Regions from separate parts of the Sus scrofa genome. Here regions 1 and 3 are each linked to region 2. The links are chromatin contacts, called in public HiChIP or PLAC-seq maps. All regions are on one chromosome and are shown on one strand. The core of a region is the stretch at or near the end of the contact, and the rest is flanking DNA. Distances in the headings are between cores, read along the strand shown.

Region 1 (4,469 bases), core at 1,069-3,568, 520 kb before region 2:
GACCTACACCACAGCTCATGGCAATGTCAGATCCTTAACCCACTGAGTGAGGCCAGGAATTGAACCCACATCGTCATGGACACAAGTCTAGTTCTTAACCCTAAAATACACAGATCTGAAGGGACAGCTCAACATTTTTTCTTTTAACTTATGTAGACATCCCTGTAACTACTACTCAGAGGGGGACAGAAATTTCTCAGCACCCAGGAAGTTCCCTGTGTCCCATGGGGTCAGGACCCCTCCTTCACGCAGAGGTAACTGCCTTTCCGGCTTTGCTGACGTTCTGCCTCTAAGAGCCAGCTTCTCGCTGAGACCTGCTGTCTCTGCATAGCTTTCTCGGGTCCCGTCATCTCTCATCTGGGCAACAGCACCAGCCTCCTCGCTTGTTCCCTCTCCTCTGACACCCCCTGCCCGCCAGCAGTCACCACCCTGCCTGAGTCCACACCACGCCCAGATGGGGAAACAGAGGCACAAGCGGAAGGTCAGGGCTTCATGATGGGAAGGGCAGTGGGCAGTGCAGCTGGAAGCACCTGCAAGATGACTCCCCAAGCTCTCAACCGCTCTACTGCCGCTGCATGAATGAATGAATGAATGAGTGAATGACCTATTACCAGGTTCTCTTTCTCAGAAATACAGCTACCCTGGAGTTCCCCTTGCGGCACAGTGGAAACGAATCCAACTAGGAACCACAAGGTTGCAGGTTTGATCCCGGGCCTCACTTAGTAGGTTAAGGATGCTGTGCTGCTGTGAACTGTGGTGTAGGTCACAGACATGGCTCGGATCCGTGGCTGTGGTGTAGGCTGGCGGCTATAGCTCCGATTTGACCCCTAGCCTGGGGACTTCCATATGCCAAGGGTGAGGCCCTAAAAACCAAAAAAGAAAAGAAAAGAGAAAGAAATACAGCTACCCTTTGGAAAAATCATATGTCCTGTTGCTAAACAGTTGAATTTGAGATCGCTTTCTTGGCTGGGACGAGGAAAGGGAGGAGAAGGGAGGGGAGGAGGGGGAGAGGGAGGAGGAGGTCTCAGCCTTGCTGGACAGAGGGTGACTCTGGAAGGCAGTCTTCCTTCCACTGTGGCACTTTCCCCGAAGACTGGCCTTGACCCCCAGCAGCGGAGTGGCTCTTTATTTACCCAGTGTCTGAACCTTGGCCGTCAGAGGGTTGAGAGGCAGCGGAGGGCCCCCCTCCTCCCCCCCGCAAGGCCTGTGGTTTGAGTGAAGAAGGCGATTGCGTAAAAATGGAGAGCCTTACACAGCCCCGGGCCTGTCCCCTCCTGAGTCATGCTTGAGGGAAGGGAGGAGAAAGCTGGAGCCTGAAGCCCCCTCGGGCGCCATGGTGATGGGTGACATCGCTAAAGTCATCCCCTGCTGAGCTCAGGCAGAGGCACCCGGAGGCGGGTTAAGAGGCAGGAGGGAGCGCGGCCAAGGCTGGCTCAGAGCAACTGCAGGTCTGGGTTGGAGAAAGGTCACCAGGTCAAGTGTCTGTCTTGGAGAGAGAACCAAGAGAACAGAGGAACAGGGCGCCTGTGCCATGGTCCCTGGGACCCTGGGACCCAGAACAGTGCCTGGAACACTGACATGCTCAGGGTTTAGGGGCTGAATGGACGAATGAATGAATGAATGAGTGAGGTGTGTAGCAGTGGTTAGGGATTCCTGGTTTGCTGCAGCTGTGGCACAGGTTGCAACTGCGGCGGGTTTGATTCCTGGCCCGGGAGCTTCTCCTTGCTTCGGGGCAGCCCCCTCTCCCCATAAAAGAGAATGAATGAGGGAGCCATTCATTCTCAAGTTCATTCTGCTCTGCTGGGCCCTTGGGTCCCCCACTTTATTCTGCAACCTTTAGAAATGACTGTCCTGGAGCCTCATGTGTCCCTGGTTCCCACAAGGGACTGGCCCTGGCATTCCGGTCACAGGCCGGCATTTTCACATGCTCCGTGCAGAGCCTGGGTGTCACTGACGACTGGGTGACGATTTGGCATCTGAGCAGGAGCAAGAAGCGCTTTTCCCTTAGTGCCAAGCCTGGGGCCCAAACTGTGCTGCCCCCAGAGCTGGAGCGGGGTGGCTCAGGATGAGACAAGAGGGACAGGGTCTTCCAGGATGGCTTAGCTGCCTGGGTCCCCGGCTGCAGCAGGGGGGGTGGGGCGGCAAGGGACACATCGAATCCTTTCCTGGCTCCAGGTTCAGAAAGCTCTGGCCACCCACCCCCAACAGCCCACGCTCTGGGCTGAGCCATCGATTCCAGCCCACGGGCTACTTGGCTGCGGTTCTGAGAGCGAGAGTCCAGACTGGAAACCTGAGATCTGGGGGAAGGTCGGAGCATCCTTCTGGGCCAATGGGCGATCAGCTCCCTTCCCGGCCACGCCCCTTCCTCCTCCTCCGGCCTCCCGAGAGCCTTCTTCCCATACACCAGATACATATGTATACAGATCTCTCCGTGGTTTAGCACAGCCATTAACTAATTACTTCACTCTTCCAGAATCTCAACTTCCTCATTTCTAAAATGGGATTAAGGAAGACCATGGGCTCATGTGTCTATAAAGCACTGGGCACCATGTCTGCCGGCTAGTTGGCGCTTGCTTTTGTTTTTGTTTTTTAAGGAAGGAGATTCACACTTTATTTCTCCAGTGACATGTTTACAGTTGAATATAAATGAAAGGGCTGCTTGCACGCCAAAGCCAGGTCCTATAGGAGGTTCAGTCAAAGAGGCAAAACCCCCAGCTGGCTCACAAGAGAAGTGTCCACTCCTTGGCCCAGGTTGGGGGACTTTGCCCACCTCGAGTTCACCAATAATGTCTTCAGTATCCTCAGGTGTCAGATCCTCATAGCAGCTGTCGTGTATTTGAACCATTGGTGCGTTTACACAGGTTCAAATAAATGACATGCCACTTCTGTAAGAGTGAAAAATTTGTCAGGCATAGTCTCCCCAACCTTTATCCCAGCTTTTTCTGAATGACCTCAAGCATGCTGTCAGTTTCTTTTTGTTGTTGTTGTTGTTGCCATTTCTTGGGCCGCTCCCGCGGCATATGGAGGTTCCCAGGCTAGGGGTGAATTGCAGCTGTAGCCACCGGCCTACGCCAGAGCCACAGCAATGCGGGATCCGAGCCGTGTCTGCAACCTACACCACAGCTCACGGCAACGCCGGATCGTCAACCCACTGAGCAAGGGCAGGGACCGAACCCGCAACCTCATGGTTCCTAGTCGGATTCGTTAACCACTGCGCCACAACAGGAACTCCTGCTGTCAGTTTCAAAGCCTGCAAGGCGTAGGGGTGCAGGCTTGAAGATGACACGTTCATATTTGAACAGGTTTTTGATTATATGTTGTATAAAGTTGCTACTTCATATGCTCTTATGGGCGGTACTTGCAAAATGTCTGCCGCCTTGTTCATAGCAGAGATGGGCAGCCATGCATTCTGGCTTTGGGCTAAATGCAGGACTGGAAGCACAGCTGCTGCTTTCTGCCCTTTGCGGTAGGTTTTTTTCTTTCTCTTTTTAAATACAATTGCCTCTATCCTCTTAGAGTTTTCTGGTATGAAATCAAACGGAGTATCTGGGTTATTCTCAGGAGTATCTCTGTGCACCAGTAAGCCTCCTCCAGCTCCATTCTGCGTAGCTGTCTTATGCAGACTCCTCACGTGCCTTCCCCACTGAGAGATGAGGCCCTCAGCCACCACCCTGAGCACTGCGGAGAGGAACGCAGTGGTTCCAAACTTGGGTTCCATGGTGGCCCAAACTCTGGGCCTTTCTGGCCACGCCAGGAGGAATCCTGATCGCCCTAGTTAGCTCTTATTACCATTAATCTTGTACATAAGAATTATTATTTTATCACTAAGTTTACTGTCCCGCCTGTGTTCCCAGCCGAGGCTGAAGCTCTGTCTCTCAGCTCTGTCTCTTTCCAGGAGATAAGAGTCAGTTCTCTTTGCCAGGTCTTATGCTTTTCTTGGAGGCAAACTGTCCGGCTCCTCCTTGTGGTCTGACCCTGCTCCGGAGAGCGCTGGTCAGTCGCCGCCAACATGCTCCACGGTGACACACCCATGGCCCGAGTGGCCTTTGATGGGTCCACGTGGCCAGAATCTTGCCCAGAGAATGGCCCGGCCAGAAACATGGAGTGAGGACGGGGCTGCTGGTTGAGAGGGGCTGGTCTAGGCCAATACTCTGCTCTTCTGTGCTAAGGACTGGATTCGGGATGAGGTGAGAGCAAGGAGGCCTTCATGGTGGAGGGGCTGGGGTCGGGTAGTGGGCAGGGGCGCAGTGAGAGGCTTGCATGAAAAATGTCTTACCCTGCAGTACTCACAGACAAGCAGGATCTGAAATGGGCTTCTGTGGGGCCTCGGCTTCTGGGGGACCCCAGAGTCCAGGAGAGCAGCTGGCAGAACAGCGCTAACTAGCTCTGGCTGGTTGTGGGTGATTTTGCTGTTGCTGAGGCAGAGCCACGCTGAGGATGCTGGGATGAAGGGACTTACAGTGAGGATG
Region 2 (4,211 bases), core at 36-2,535:
GCCAGCACATCTGCTTTCACCAACCACAGCTCAAAGTCCCTCTCAACACCGCCCCACCCCGGCTGATAGGCAGCACTGAGGCTGGGGGCACGGGCTCAGCACCCTGAGCCCCAGGCTTCAGAAGAGAGAGTCCGAAAAGCAAAGAGGCCAAGCTGGCAAGAAAGCAGACTTGGACCTCGAGCAGGTGGAAGGTTCCAGAAGAGGCTGTGGGTGGAGGCAGGGCTGGGGAGAACTCTTTCAGGGAGAAAGGATGGGTCCCACACCGGCTCTCCAGGAGCTCAGGAGCACAAACGCCCCCCACCCTTCGGCTGCGGGCTGGCCTGCTAACCACTCCCGCAAGCCTCTCCCTTCTCCAGTAAAGGCAACTCTAAACAAAACTGTAAGATCCAAGTCAAGAGAGTTGCCGTTTTACCCTTGTCATCTCCCTCCCCTGGTCCAAGATCCCCAAAAGCCTGTCGCAACCCCCAAGCAGCTCAGTAGCAAAAACAAGCACTCCTTCCTCCAGCAGTGAGGCCACAGCTCTAGGCCCCCACGGGGCTTCTCCTGGGCCAGTCGGTCCCTTCACCCAGCATCTTTTCCCTCCTCTCTCTAAGGCTCCCTCCTCCAGGAAGGCAGCCAGGAGCCCCCAGCCCGTAGGGGCTTGGCCTTCTCAGGAGCTTTGTTCCCAAGGTCCCACTCGGTCAGGCTCCACCCCCCCCCGCCCCTTCCCGAGGCTCCAGCCCCATCTCGCACTCGCACACATCCGGGCCGCAGCCCTGAGAAGCTCAGGGGTCACTGGAGCTGTGGAACCAGTTTCACTCTGGACGGGGCCCTGTGTGCAAACCACCCAGGAGGCGTGCTGCCGGCTCTGTCGCAGCCGCAGCTCCAAGGCCTGTTCAGCAAGGGCTCCGAGGCCAAGGCCGGCCGAGGGACAGGCGGAAACCCGAGGTTCTGCTTGCTGGGCCAGCCTCGCCCACTAGGGGCACGGAGTGGGGAGCCTGCTGGCAGAGCCAGGGGAGGCCCGAGCTCCGGAGCCCCCCCATGGCCCCGGCCCCCTCCCTCCATGGCCAGAGCTGCTATTTCTCTCGAGGGACCCCCCCCCGCCGCCCCACCCCACTGCCGGCCTTCACGTCCCAAGGTCTCCCCCCAGTCCTTCAGAAGGAGCCTCTGCAACTCTGGAAAGGAAAACAGATGAGGGGGAAAAGGAATTGGGGTCGAGAAGACAAAAAAAATTAGCTCATTCTAGCCACAAAGGGAGAAGAGAAAGAGCGAGAACGAGCAAGCAAGCTGCAGTCCCGCAGTGACCCCAGGGGACTCGAGTGAGTCAGAGCAGCCATATTGAGCAGGAAATTACTCACAGACGCTGCGTTCCTGCCTCTCCACTCCCAGGAGAATCGGCCTTTTGTAAATGGTTCCTCTGTCAGTAACTGAGGGGGGATGGGACGGGGGGAGGCTCTACACAGCGCCTTCCTGTCAGCTCCTTCCCTTCCAGCTGAAATCTGATCCCTCCCTTCCCAAAACTCCAAATTTAGAAGCCAGATTGAAACTGAAATTCTTTTCCTGCCGGCCCTGGGCTCTTAAAGGCGCCAGGGCTGCATTTCCTGAGGCGGCAGAAGCCCTGCAAGGTGAGGTCCCTCGTGCGGGATGCTCAGGGCCACCGGGGCAGGTCCCAGGCTGGTTTCATTTCCAACTTTTTGTGGGTTTAACCCCCCAGCTGCACCAGCCCTAGTGATCCCTGGGTCTCCAGAGGCAACACTGCCCCCTGCCAGACCGGAGCGCACACAGCTCCGCGCAGGCCGCCAGCCAGGCCTCCTGAGTCCCAGCACCGGGCCTCGGGCCTCCCTCACCACCAACTAGAGCAACTGCAAAAAGCCTGGTCTGGGTAGTGAGGCCCAGACTCTGGAAAACTAGCATCATGGGTGCTGCCGTCAGGAACCACGCCAGCCGGCTCGAGGCTGGCCAGGTGGGTGAGAGGGGGCCCCCCGCCAGTCACCGCAGCTCAGCTCTGGGGGACTCCCTGCGAGCGCCCAATGTTTACCACCATGCCCAGGCACCAAGACCCAAAGTGCAAACCAGGCCTTGCAGAGAGGGTGCGGAACAACCAAGAACTCCAGGGCCTGCCGGCCTCCTCCCAGGTCAGGCCTCTCCATCAAGGGCTCCTACAACCTCCTCCCAGTTCGATGTGTCTTTAGCGCCACCTAGTGGCCACTGTGGGATTTCCTCTAGCAGAGGAACCGAAACCTAAACTTCCGGAAGGCTTTTGGGTTTTTAAACCAGCACGACGCAGCAAACAAAAATACAGAGTTTTAACCTGGAGTCAATTCCCATCCTCCCTGACCTCCGGCCTGCCCTTTCTCCTTGTGAGTCACTGACAGGGACCCAAGGGCTTGGCCAGCCACCAGGCGGAGCCAAAACACTCAGCCTCCCACCCCCAGCAAAGCCACCCCAGCTCCCCACCCTGCTCCGCGGGGTCTCCCTGGCTCCGCAGACCCTCCCATTCCCCTCTGGAGAGAGCAGCATGTGACTGGCTCTCAAGGCAGTGAGCCAGGCTGCCCCGGAGTCCTTCTGACCTTGGGCTGCTACAGTGCTGAAGGCAGCAGATCTCAGAATGAAGCGGTGGCCGCCCAGCCGTCAGGATGGGCTTCATTTGCTGACTTAGAAAAACATGTCATTCCCCTCTGGCCTCTGGAGTGTGGCGGAGGCCTGAGCCGAATGCTGACCAGGAGAGCCTGGAGCTACGGCTGCTTAACCAGGGAGCGCTCCCTCTTCAGGGGGCTCAGAATGGGCAGCCAAGAGAGCCGCCCCCACAGGCAGGGGTCTGCAAGTGTGCCAGGGACAGCACTGGGGCCAGCAGGACTGTGTGGGGGAGAACGGGAGCAAGACCCTCTCCAGGCGGCAGTCGTGGCACCCTTAGGAAGGTGGGGGAGGGCACCAGGCAGGGAGGATGAGAGGTCTTGCCACTTCCCAAAAGACAGGCCCAGGGAGCAGTGGGTCCCGACTTCCGCGCAGTCACCTGGTATGTGTGCTCAAATTCAGGTTCCTAGCTCTCACCCCCCAAGATTCTGATTCAGAAAGCTGAGGTGGGGCCCAAGAACACGCATTTTAACAAGCTGCCCAGGTGACCCTGAGGAAGCAGCCCAAGGCTGCACTGTGGGAGACCCACTTTAGCAGGACAACAGCACCCGGTTAACCACCCCTGCTGGGTAGGCTGGGGGTCCGGGCTGCTCACTTTCACTTCCAGGATTTCACTTGGCCCCTGTCCTCAGGATCTAAGAGAAGTTTGTCCCGTCCGCAGAAATCGTTCTGGTATTCGCTCCCGCCTCTCTGACTCCTGCAACGGTTCCATCCCACACATCCACACACACGCAGCTCCACACACCTTGTGGGCCCCATCTGCAAGATGCTGCCACCCTCCCACCCCCAGCAATACCCACCCACCCACCCTTCAGACCTGCAGCCTCGGTCACCACGTCCAGTTAAGGACCAAGTCTCACCCCGTCAGCTCCAGTGGAAAGCCCAGACCACTGAGGTGGGGGAAGAGAGCCTGGACAGTCGGAGGTGGCTGAACCCTTCAGAGAAGCCGGGCCGGGCTTCCTTCTCAATAACCCCTTGCTGGGGCCAGCCCTGCCTCCGTCAGACAGCAGCTCCAGCTCCTCTGTCCAGAACACAGCCCGAGTTCATTTCAGCCTGGAGGCTGCCGGGGTCTCCCCGCTCACCTCCGTGATAAACAGGATACACTCCAGGAACATGTAGTCCTCGTGGTTCTCATTCACCGCCTTCTCGTCCACGAAGTGCCTGGGCTCCAGATGCGGGTGGTCTAGAAACAGCAAAGAGCCCCAGGGTTCAGAACCAGGTACTCGCACCCCCAGGGCACCACGGACAGCGCTGCCTGCACCCGCCCCAGGGCCACGCCCGGCCATGGGCCCCAACACTTAACCTTGCCTCCTTCCAGCCATGTGACTCGGTTTCTTCATCTGCACAGCGGGGCTAAGACCAGCACCTGCCTGGCCGTCAGGACCACGGGAGAGCCCTGGGCATGGTGCCTGCACAGCTAAGTGTTAGTCAGGGGTGTGCTGGCCAAGATCCCTCCCCGGGGTCCCTGAGCTGATCTACCTGAAGCACTTAGAGCCATGCCTGGCACGGGGCAAGTACTTAAAAAATGGGCATTTATTAATATGATTTACAGGCAGTTAATCCCACATCGAAATAGAGCAGGACCCCTCACCCACGGC
Region 3 (4,366 bases), core at 819-3,318, 540 kb before region 2:
CTCCGATTAGACCCCTAGCCTGGGAACTTCCATATGCTGTGGGAGTGGCCCTAGAAATGGCAAAAAGACAAAAACAAAACAAAACAAAAACCAAAAAACAATAACAACAACAAAAAAAACTTTTCTAAGCCCGCTCCACTTAACCGAGGGCTGCAATGGGGATGCTGAACAAACTCATACATTGCACAACGTGGCTACCCTGTGGACTGAGAGTCAGGAGATTTGCATTCAAGTTCTGATTTGCCACAAGGTCAGAAGGACTGTAAGGAGCATGTCGCCTCGCTGCTCTTGGTTCCATCCCTTTTTTTTTTTTGGCTGCGCCTGCAGCTTGCAGAAGTTCCCGGACCAGGGATGGAACCCGAGCCACAGCTGTAACCACAGCCACGGCAGTGACAACACCAGATCCTTAACCCTCTGAGCCACCAGGGAACTCCTTGGCTCCATCTTTTAATGGAAATAACATCACCTGCCCCGCTGCATTATTTTGGGATCAGTAAGAAAAATGGTGTAGGAGAGCTCAGCAAATGGCAAAGGGTTACCGGTGTGCCTGGACTCGGCAGGGCCTGGGGCTAGGAGGAAAGAAGCAGAAGCCGGAGTCAGTGAAGAGATCGCCCAGACCAGTCCGAGAAGCCACGGATGGGACAACAGAATGCCTTGCCTGGTACAGTTTTACGTGCTGCTCGTGAGGAAAGTGCAGAGTCGATACGAACAAGTGGACAAAGTTGCTCTTCAGGCCTTTCCGGTGAAGATTTTCAGCCACAATCTGGCTGACAAAATTCTTGCCCGTGCCAGCCCAGCCGTGTAAGGAAAGCGTCAGTGCTTTCTTGGGGTTTTTGTTGTTCCTGAAGCCTGTCAGCGCCTTGAGAAGCACCTCTGTGGCCAGATGCTGCCCAAACAGCCTCTCTCCAGTTCCAGCTTGAACGCTGCAGCAGCCAGCCAGAGAACAGAGAGAAAAACACACATTAAACAGGCAGCAGAAGGGCAGCGCTCTCCCCAGCTGGCCAAAGTGAGAGGCAAGGTTAGCGAATGGTCCAGCACCGTCTCCGCCAAACCCCAGTGCCAGTGCGGAGGCAGAAGTGCCAGCTGCAGAGTCACACAGATGCCACCGCCAAGGAAATGGCCTAGATGAATGGTCTCCTCAACACTCAAGTGTCTGAGAAGGAAGGTAAATGCGTTCCTTCATCCGAGGACGGGTCCTCTCTTGACTCAGCTGCTTGCTATTTCCCCAGCCACCCTGTAAGAAAACCAAAGACCAAATGCGGGCTTTCTGGGCAGACGCTGCACATTTGAGAACGACTTATTGGGTTGGCACGGCGTCCCAAGGAATCCCAACTTTTAGAAAGGAATTTGGGGGAGTTCCCGTCGTGGCTCAGCGGCAAGGAGGATGCGACTAGGACCCATGAGGATGCTGGGTCAATCCCTGGCCTCGCTCAGTGGGTTAAGGATTCGGCCTTGCTGTAAGCTGCGGTGTAGGTCGCAGACTCCACTCGGATCCCGCGTTGCTGTGGCTGTGGTGTAGGCCGGCAGCTGTAGCTCCGAATTGACCCCTAGCTTGGGAACTTCCACATGCCGCAGGTGCGGCCCTAAAAACCGAAAAAGAATAAAAGGAACTCGGGCAGAGCCTCACGATCTGGAGAATCTGTCCCCGAAGACACGGCCTCCAGGCTGGAGTCCGGACCCAGGCCCCTCCATGCCCCCTCCTACCCCAAAGGGTGAGCGCGATGTGCCGGGCGCTGACGCCTGCGGGGGCCTGTCCCTCGCGCCCCTCGAGCCCCTCCAGCCAGACCCGCCGTACCCGACGCGTTGAGCGGCTGCTCCTCCCGGCAGCACTCGGCGAAGCGGCAAAACAGCTCGGTGTAGGACAGGTAGCCGGTGAGGACCGATGCGGTCCCGATGGCGATGCCCAGGGTGATGGGCTCGAACGCCGCCGCCACGTGTGCCGCCAGCAGCAGCCGCAGCGCCGCGGTGCCCCCCAGCCGCCCTGCGGGGTGCATCACCGGATTGGCAGCCCGCCGCCGCGGATACGCTGGGCGCCCTTGGGGCCAAGAGGCCGGGCTGACTTCCGGTCTGTGCGTCACTTCCGCCCCTCAGACCCACCCACCCCCGTAGGTCCGCCCTGTTGGCGAGGGGCGTGGCTCTGCGCCACCATCCGCGCGAGAGGCTCCAGGGAGTCTAGCTTTGAAGGTTCTGTTCTAAGCGCTCATCAGACCCTTCACGCTTTGCTTTGTCATCCCTCCCTTCACTTCCCCGGAGCTGGAACGAGCGTTTCGCATTATATACTCCCCACCTGCCTGCCTTTCTGAAACAACTGCGGAGGGCTCCGGGTCCCCAAAGCAGACGTGCCCTGGCGTGCACCGTCGAAGCCCGAAGTCCATCCTTTCCAGCATGCTGCAAGACGGCATCCTGGCTGGTGCTGGGAGACAGCCGTGAGGGAGAGGGGCTTGGCCCCTGCCCTCTCCAGCTTCTAGGCTAGGGGACCCCAGGCAGTGGGCAAGGGCCAATAATGAAGTTGGATAAGCACAGGGGCGGTGGAACAGGGAAGGTTTTTGTCTAAAATGAGAATTTTAAAAGTTATCCAAGCAAAAAGCGAGGAGTAGAAAGTTCTATGGAGAGAAGAGAATTTGCAGAATGTGCAGGTTGGGGACCTGAGAGTATTTCACGTGGTGGAGGCTGGTGAGAATAGGGACGGAGAGCTAGACAGAGACCGGAAGGGGAAGGACTCTATCTGGGGCGGGGGGGGGGGGTGGTAACAGGGAGCCCTAGAGGTTTCACACAGGGAGCGACATGGTCACATCGGAGATCCCTGTGGCTGCTGGGTTCTTCGAGGAGGCTGTTGCAATGCTCCAGGGAACCTGACCCAGGCTTTGCCAAAGCTGGTTGAGTTCATTCATCAGCCAATCTATGGACAAATATTTAGTGAACACTGGCTGTGTCTGATCCAGCGCCATAAGCTGGGGCTAAAGCAGGGAGGGAATAGGGCAGACCCGTGACCTCACAGAGCCTCAGTCTAGTGAGGGAGACATGCCCGCAGAGTCAGGGCCATGATCTGGGATGCTCGGAGGGGGATGGCTCTCCTCTCCACCTCCCAGTTTTTTGTTTTGTTTTGTATTCCTTTTTCATTTGCATCCACAGCATATGAGAAGTCCCAGGCCAGGGGCTGAATCCGAGCGGTAGCTGCAACAAAAGCTGCTGCAGTTGGATTCTTAACTCACTTCACCACAGTGAGAAATCCTCTTTTCAGATTCTTTGCCATTATAGGTTATTACAAGATATTGAAGGAGTTCCCGTCATGGCTCAGCGTTAACAAATCTGACTAGCACCCATGAGGACACAGGTTCAATCCCTGGCCTTGGTCAGTGGGTTAAAGATCCAGTGTTGCTGTGAGCTGTGGTGTAGGTCGCAGACTCGACTTGGATCCTGTATTGCTGTGGCTGTGGTGTAGGCCGCAGCTACAGCTCCGATTGGACCCCTAGCCTGGGAACCTCCATACCTTAGGTGCGGCCCTAAAAAGCAAAAAAAAAAAAAAAAAAAAAAATTGAATATACTTTTCTGTGCTATATAGTAGGTCCCTGTTGTTTATCTACTTTATATATAGTAGTGTGTATCTCTTAATCCTAAACTCCTTTCTCCTTTGGTAACCGTAAGTTTGTCTGCTATGTCTCTGAGTCTTTTTCTGTTCATTTGTGTCATATGATAAGTTCCACATACAGGTGATATCATATGGTATTTGTCTGACTTACTTCCTTCAGCACGATAATTTCTAGGTGCATCCATGTTGCTGCAAATGGCATGATTTCATTCTTTTTTATGGCTGAGTAGTATTCCACTGTATATATGTGCCACATAGATACACATACATGTTCATTTGTCAGTGGATGTTTCGGTTGCTTCCATGCCTGCCTTGACTCTCTTTAAGAGTTTTCAGGCCTCAGCTTGAAGCCTACCCAACCCATGGAAGTAACCCCTCTTCCCTCCCCAGTCACCTACTCTCCTGTCACCCTGTTTGTGTCCCTGTCCATTGCCCATCTTGCCACTGGCCTGAGAGCTTCAGAAGGACAGGGACCTTGACTGCTCCATCTCTAATTCCTGTGCACCACGTCCATAGTAGCACTCCATTCATATGTATTTAACAGTCAGGGATAGAACCTTTCCAAGAGGCTGGCCTCTGATCTGGGGGCCAGGATATACTGCTGTGGACCGAATGGTCTCAGCCTCTAAATACATATCTGAAGCCTGACCCCTGATTTGATGGTGTTAGGAGGTGGGGGCATCTGGGAGGCAATTAGATAGGAAGGTGGGGCCCTTAATCTTAAGATGTTAATAAGAGGAGTTCCTGTTGTGGCTCAGCAGCTTAAGAACCCGACTA

The links. HiChIP or PLAC-seq counts read pairs in DNA pulled down with a chosen protein or histone mark.
Region 1: a contact with region 2 is called in an H3K27ac HiChIP or PLAC-seq map of skeletal muscle, with 4 times the contacts expected there. The contact joins two enhancer-like sites. A contact is called at or near these places in 9 of 47 Hi-C or Micro-C datasets (adipose tissue, alveolar macrophages, embryonic fibroblasts and 6 more) and 2 of 2 datasets of contacts at active chromatin or transcription factors (alveolar macrophages and skeletal muscle).
Region 3: a contact with region 2 is called in an H3K27ac HiChIP or PLAC-seq map of alveolar macrophages. The contact joins the promoter of TOR1B here to the enhancer-like site in region 2. A contact is called at or near these places in 8 of 47 Hi-C or Micro-C datasets (alveolar macrophages, embryonic fibroblasts, epiblast stem cells and 5 more) and 2 of 2 datasets of contacts at active chromatin or transcription factors (alveolar macrophages and skeletal muscle).

Annotation. Positions count from the first base shown.
Region 1 is chr1:269,943,905-269,948,373 of Sscrofa11.1, reverse strand. It overlaps the pseudogene LOC100521599. Among named protein-coding and RNA genes, the nearest start is that of TOR1B, 21 kb to the left of the region's middle. Within about 2 kb of position 2,318, at least 35 of the 83 cell types and tissues checked have an H3K27ac peak or open chromatin away from gene starts, as enhancers often do. A contact at or near this core is called in adipose tissue, alveolar macrophages, embryonic fibroblasts and 3 more, where this site is marked.
Region 2 is chr1:269,421,280-269,425,490 of Sscrofa11.1, reverse strand. PTPA (serine/threonine-protein phosphatase 2A activator) reads right to left here. Exons shown (of 10, transcript XM_001926077.6): 8 at 3,696-3,796. Among named protein-coding and RNA genes, the nearest start is that of PTPA, 22 kb to the right of the region's middle. Within about 2 kb of position 1,285, at least 72 of the 83 cell types and tissues checked have an H3K27ac peak or open chromatin away from gene starts, as enhancers often do. A contact at or near this core is called in adipose tissue, alveolar macrophages, embryonic fibroblasts and 6 more, where this site is marked.
Region 3 is chr1:269,964,621-269,968,986 of Sscrofa11.1, reverse strand. TOR1B (torsin-1B) reads right to left here and starts at 2,068. Exons shown (of 7, transcript XM_021070119.1): 1 at 1,787-2,068; 2 at 659-915. The coding sequence starts at 1,994.